Regions from separate parts of the Mus musculus genome. Here region 1 is linked to region 2. The links are chromatin contacts, called in public promoter capture Hi-C maps. All regions are on one chromosome and are shown on one strand. Each heading gives the region's core, a stretch centred on a gene start, on an enhancer-like site or on the middle of the called end of the contact. The rest is flanking DNA. Distances are from core to core; before and after follow the strand shown.

Region 1 (3,504 bases), core at 393-2,892, 2.8 Mb after region 2:
ACTTATTATAAGCACTACATGTCTTTTGATATTTAGACTGTACTTGGCTTTTACAAGGGTTAACAAAGCACACGTATATTTGTATATTGGGTTGTACCTTAAGATAGTCCACGTACCATATATTTGGTGGCATCGTTATGAGGTATAACAACCTTCTGTAGCCAAAAGGTTAGCGGCCAGACATCTGATACTTTCACGTGGTAGAATGTTGGAGGAAGTAATTAAAATATTGCCATGCCAGGTGGGTAGCTTTTGATTTTGCCTTTCAGAGCTGTTTGGATTTTATAACAAATAAGGAACTATTTTAGGCTTTTAGGTTTTAGGTTCCACTTTTAAAAGTACCTTAGAGGCAGATGGAGTCAATCTTAGCACTGTAGAGACAGGCAGGCAGGTCTCTATGACTTTGAGGCCAGCCTGGTCTACACAATAAATTTCAGGACAGCCAGTGCTACATACTATAAGACATTGTCTAGAGAAAACAAAACAAGGGCTAGAGATGTGGCTCAGTGTTTAAAGCATGTACTGCTCTCTTCCAGAGGACCCAAGTTCAATTCCCAGCACCCACATCAGGCTCCTCACAAACACCTGTAACACCAGCGCCGGGGAATCTGACACTCCCTGCTGGGCTTTGTAGGAACCTGCACACAAACACAGCACATACACATAAATAATAAAACAGAAAAATAAGTATTAAAGAAAACCAAAACAAAATATAACAAGTTCTGTAGGAAACGGAGTTGTTACTAACAGTCTGAATCATTTCAAAAATCAAAACATGGCTTTAGTGAAGCATAAAGACATTGAATAAGCTGTTAAAGAGCATTATCTTAAATACCAATCACTGGACATGTGTATGTGCATGTGTGAGTGTGTGCAAGCATGTTGTGCTTAAGTCATGTTGTGCATAAGCTTCCCTTGGGCCCTTCCAGTCACTGACTCATCTAGCACTCATATGAAGATCAGCTTTGAGTGTGACGAGGGAACTCACCTTTTTTTTTTTTTAGCGCAACATCAGACAAGGTTCTCCAATGTTATGACGGTATGCCACAAGTCTGTTCTTTGTTAGTGTTGTGTACTATTTCCCTGTTAATTATTGCCACATGTAAATATTTAGGTTAACACCTCCCAGGGTAGAAGGATCCTCTTTCTCTTCAAAGGACAGACCATCCCTTGAAAAATCCCCTCTCATCAGGAAGTGTGCGAGCAGAAGACAGTGCTTGCTGGAGACTACAGCCTTTTCTGTCATCGTAGAAAACACAGAGCTCCCTTTGGGGTGCTAAATATAAGTAGTGGTTAGATTAATTTCCCTTCTTGGTTTTGCCACATTGGTGAATGGATGCAAGATGCTAGCCTCATGAGAGAGAGAGAGAGAGAGAGAGAGAGAGAGAGAGAGAGAGAGAGAGAGAGAGAGAGTCCTAAAGCAACATAAAAACATTTTGATTTAATTTTTGGATGGTGTAAAATTTTAGAACAGGAAATTAAAAGCCCACATAGCTACCCAACAAGATGGTGATAAGACATGAAAGAGTCTTTCAAATGAATCTGAGGCTAAATTTAGGAGAGTGCTTTCTGTTCAGGCCAGCTGTGTGCGGAATGGAGCGAGCCGAGCAGAGCTGGGGACGAGCAATCACGGGCAGTTCTCCATTTCCCCTTGACTTCCTTCGCAGCCAGGCTTCATTTAAAACATGTGAGTTCGTGAGAATTACTGTAACAGGAGCTGCTCCCACTCTCCAGATACAAAAGTCCATGCCAGAGGCAGACAGGAACACTGGGCGCCTTGCTGCTTACATCTGAAAATGAAAATTGAGAGCTCAGTGACTCAAGACTAGTTGGATTTTTGTTTTTGTTTTTAAGGTGTGTTCTGTGATCTTCAGTAAAACACTAAGCTTTGGCTGTAGAAATTCTCTTCTGAAAAAGAACCACAGGTTCCACAAATGATCAGGAAGGGCCTGGGGCTGGGGCTGAAGCCGGACACCTGCAATCCCAGCATTCAGTAGGTGATAGGAACATAATGCAAGTTCCAGGCTAGCCTGGGCTATGCAGCAAGTCTGTGGCCAGCCTGGGCTATGTAGTAAGACTTTGTATCAAAAGGGAGAGGGGAGAGGGGGGAGATGGGGAGAGAGGGGGAGAGGGGAGAGGACGAGAGAGGAGGAGGAGGAAGGGGAGAGGGGAGAGAGGAGGAGAGAGGGAGGAGGAGGAGGGAGAGGGAGGAGGAGGAAGAGGGGGAAGGGGAGAGGGGAGAAGGGAGAGGGGAAAGAGAGGGAGAGGGAGAGGAGAGAAGGGAGAGGGGAGAGGGGAGAAGGGAGAAGGGAAAGAGAGGAGAGAGGGGGAGGGGGAGAGGGGAGAAGGGAGAGGGGAGAGGGGAGAGGGAGAGTTCTTATTTACCTTATTACCAGGAATAATTCTGTTCCCCTTTCAACCTTTTGGGCTTTTTTTCTCTGTGAATTTTCCTGAGCCTTAGTTGGAAGTGTGTCACCAGGTATCACATTTGAGCCCTCCATGGTCATTTACACCCTGCATTGTGACAGTTGAGGTGGTTCCTAGAGATTTTTTCATAAATATCCATCCCAAATCATCTTTGAAAGACAGCAGCAAAACACTGGTTTTGTGAGTTCTGGGCTCAGAAAGATCTGGGCCTAACTTCCTACCTCTTTCATTGGCCCATCTTATATTGTCAACTTTGAATTGTCTTTCTAAGCAACACTGCCATAGATGAACCACCTGAGGAAGGGTTATGGTAGAGAATTTGAAAATGAGGCCTAAGCATGACTGAAGAACCCAACCTGCCTCTTTTTGTGTCAGAATGCAAGGCTCAACTTCCAGTCACTGACCATGTAGGGGATTAACGAGTACCTCAGAACCGTGAGTTCTTTCAGGTCTCTCTTTGACTGACAGTTGCCAAACATTTTCAGTTTTATTTTGTGGGCATAAATTTTCCAAAAGTGTACCAACCTACAAACAGAGCTAGCTATATGATTGTGTTTCCTTGTTTATCATTTTATTTTGGTGAACAAGTGCTGGGGTTGTTGATGGCGAACCTGTTGTCTGAAAGGTTGAGTTAAGGGGCTGAGAAACTTGAGTGTTCATGGAATGCAACTGAAAGCTAATATTGTCACAGATAATTACTTTCTCAAAAAGACCACTTGAAACCAGAGTGTTCAGGCCAGCGAGGCAGACAGTGCTGTAAAATGTAGCTGAGCCTAATTTATTTGATTTCATCTTGTTTTATAGACTGATGATTACTGTAGGCTCAAGTCTAGGGGACCAGAATTTTATTGCAGAGAAAATCCTTTCCCCCTCCTCCTCCCCCACCCCCTCCTCCTCCTCCTCCTCTTCTCTAGCCTTCCTTCCTTTATCTTTTTTGGACAAGGTCTTCTTATATAGCCCAGGTTTTCCATAACTTTCAAAATAGGCCAAACTGGCCCTTAACTTATGATTTTCTTCCCTCCCCTTCCCATCCTCCCACCTCCCAGTTCTTCCTTGAACAACTCAAAAAGAGTTATC
Region 2 (3,281 bases), core at 109-2,608:
TGAGGCAATTTAAATGACTTTAAGTCAGTAATTGTTCTAAGTCAGTAGTATTTCCAAACAAATTGGAGGTTTTTTGGTTTTGTTTTGTTTTGTTTTTTAATTTGTAATAAGTTTCCCTGATACTTTTATTAACGATCCAGAAACACATCACTAAACCCTAAACATGCCATGTATTTAAGAGTACGAATGGAATTCATATATTTTTGTCAGTAGGCTATTTGGAAGAGTTTGGATTTTGTTTCCCTTATTTTGCTTTCTGAGATGGTCTCTTGTTCTATATGTAGCTCAGGCTGGCCCCCCCACTCTAGATCTTCCTGCTTTAGCCCCCAGAATGCAGGCGTCTCGGATAATATGGCACAGCTCCAGACCAGGAGCTCAGATTCTTCTTCTTTCTACACAATAATGGGTCTCATTGTGACATTTTTTTTAAATGACATATTTCATCTAGCCCTTTCTCTAAAAGGTCCCTCATTTCAAATTTGAGTTTGAGCATTATATCCCAGGCTGGTTTAAAGCAGGTCTCACTCTCCTGCTGGCCAATTTGTGTATCATTTGGGAACTCCTTGGAAGCTGCCTGACTGGCTTTGAACACTGGACTCTTCCACACTGTTCAGGTCTATCCTGAGTACCTAAGATGTCATCATCATAAATGAAATAGAGAAGTGTCTTTGACTTTGCTGTCAAGACTTTTTGTTGCTGCTTGAACAAAAGAAGCGCCTATTCAAACTGCAGTTTTAGAGTTCAGGTGACATCCGGCCTGTGAAGCCTGCAAGTATCTCAGACCTAGCATCCAGCTGTTTCCTGTGACTCTCACCTCCATTCCCCAGACCACTGAGCCGAGCCTGTGTGTGCAGCACAGCATAGCTACTTGAGTAGTTCGTGCCAACTGCTTCTGGCTAATGTTTGGTTTAGCTATTTTAACAAAACAAAAAAACTGAGTGTCTGCTGCTGTGTCATTTACTACCAGTTTTTTGTTTTTTTGTTTTTTGTTTTTTTTTTTTTTTTTTTTTATTTCGAGAGGTGTAATTTAAAAGGGTTTACACTGCCCAAATTAAAGAAAAAAAATAATTTATAAAAGATGACTGCTAAAATTAGGAATTCATAATTAACAGTAAGTTTGAGGACTTATTTTTACAAGTTGGGTCTTGCTTTGTGATCCTAAAACAAGCCTTGACATGCTAATGTTTTGTTTTGAGACCAGAGGTCTTGAGGCTCTGGGCTAGCCTTGAACTTGCCATATAGCTAAGGAAGACCAGAATTCCTGATCCTCCTGTCTGACTGAGATTACACTTAGCACCATGAAGCCTGGCTTGATGTGGACTGTAGGAAAATTACCCCATTCAATACAGGATGTGACTATCCCTTATGTCATCCTTACCTTTGAGATAGTTCTGGAATTGCAGGCCTTTCTGCCGGAAGTGGCTTTCTGTTATGATTGTTTATGAGGTTTCTTTGTCGCCATAACTCACACTTTGACAAGTAATTTTTGGGTTTTTTGTTTGTTTTTTGAAAAAGGGTCTCACTGTGTATCCTTGACTGGCTCGGAGCTCAGTATGTACACCATGATACCCTGGAACGCAGAGATTTACCTGTCTCTGCCTCCCAAATACTGGAATTAAAGGCGTGCACCACCACACCTGACTAGTAATTTTGCTGTAAATATTAACGGGGTTTGAGCTTCACATTCCAAGGAAGGGAGGGAGGGGTCCTGGTGTCCATGTTTAGTGATTAAAGGTTTCTGGGTCTCCCCCCACCTTAGGACTCTTCCCTGGTCATATATTAATGATTTTTGAGACTTCTTCGTCTTTATAAATTTAGCGGGCTGCATTTTGCATGTGAAAGTTTAAAGAAACTTGCCCCGTCTTTTTCCGATTTCAGGTTGTGGTGCTTTCGATAAGCTTCTCGGAGTTTGCCAGCAGCTTTAGAAAGCATCATCACCTGAAACTGCAAAGATTTTGTTTACCTACGGGGAGCACGCAGAGCCCAGATGACGCTGTCTTTGCAGTCAAACTTTTACAGGTGGACCCTGTCAGTCTGCCCAGTTCATTTTTTGTGTCAGGACCGTAGCTGAGTCAAAACATCTTTTAGGGTAAAATGCCCTGTGTTACAAATTGGACTGAGCTGCGACACAGGCTTCCTGCCAGGATTGCAGACTTGGGTAATCCAGAGAAATGTGTATTGTTGGTAGTTTCTGGTGGTTTAGTTTATGCTTAAGTTAAAAAGCAGCATTGCTAAGGTGTTGTGTCTTGATTTTGAGCTGCTCCAGGGTAAACCTCCTGTTAGCAGTGAGGTTTGATAACATGTTTTTAAAACCATTTGTGGAATATTAACACTAGTGTTCTGATTGCAGCTTTAAATCAGTCGGATTTATGAATAACTTCATTGCTTAGGTTGTCAAACAGGAATTAAAAAAAAAAAAAGACACCCATCATAAAATTGTATTCCTTTTTCTTCTTTGAATGCCTCCATTGGTAGATACTCTTAAGGAATATTCCAAGCTTCAATTTCTGATACCTATGAGCCTTCCTGCTACGTACTATAGTACTGACGACACAGAGCTCCTTTGGGGATTTGCGTACCCCCAGGGAATACTGATGGCAAAGAAGTTATTTGAATCGTCTGAGAGTCAAACAGAAGGAACTAGAAACTGGGGGAACTTAACACATTAAAGGGTTAGTGAGGGCTCACTTGCTGGGGTCAGACATGAGTCTTGAGGAGTGCACATGAGTCTTGACAGAGTTGGACAAACTGTTTAAACATGTAGGTCCAAGTGGTAGGTTATTGAGCCTTTATATAGAAACTAACCTTGAGGGATGTGTAGACAAGGAACATACAGAAGGCTAAGCTTAAGGGCATTTCAGAAAGCAAACAGATCATACACCTTTTGTTCTTGGGGATTTTGAAATGATGCTTTTTAAAAGCTTCATTAAGAAACAGTGGTATCCTCTTTTCTTCCTCCCTTAGATAGTGAAGGCCATTTGTGACCCTGTTCTTGGTAGGACAAGGATGACTAATCCTAGACCAGACCTACAACATCAGAATGACCACTGGGCAGGAAGTTAACTTGAGTTAGCTGGATTCCTGTATTTGGAGACACTACCTCAGATTAACGCTGACAGAAGACACCATGGCTACATTGGTCTTTAGTGAGCCTTTAGATGGTCATCTCATAGCATGCCATTTTGACAATATTTTTGTAGTTTTCATGTGTATTACAAAGGCACTGGCAGAGAGGCAGGCAGGTCTCGTAGCAGTTGAGCCCAGTCTGGTTTACACAGCCA

What was found. Promoter capture Hi-C pulls out the DNA fragments that hold promoters and counts their contacts.
Region 1: a contact with region 2 is called in a promoter capture Hi-C map of pre-B cells, with 4 times the contacts expected there. The contact joins two enhancer-like sites. A contact is called at or near these places in 2 of 39 promoter capture datasets (liver and pre-B cells).

Annotation. Positions count from the first base shown.
Region 1 is chr10:99,392,104-99,395,607 of GRCm38.p6, forward strand. No RefSeq gene overlaps it. Among named protein-coding and RNA genes, the nearest start is that of Gm34983, 66 kb to the right of the region's middle. Within about 2 kb of position 1,643, at least 83 of the 459 cell types and tissues checked have an H3K27ac peak or open chromatin away from gene starts, as enhancers often do. A contact at or near this core is called in pre-B cells, where this site is marked.
Region 2 is chr10:96,620,378-96,623,658 of GRCm38.p6, forward strand. Btg1 (BTG anti-proliferation factor 1) reads left to right here. Exons shown (of 2, transcript NM_007569.2): 2 at 1-2,436. Among named protein-coding and RNA genes, the nearest start is that of Btg1, 5.0 kb to the left of the region's middle. Within about 2 kb of position 1,359, at least 108 of the 459 cell types and tissues checked have an H3K27ac peak or open chromatin away from gene starts, as enhancers often do. A contact at or near this core is called in pre-B cells, where this site is marked.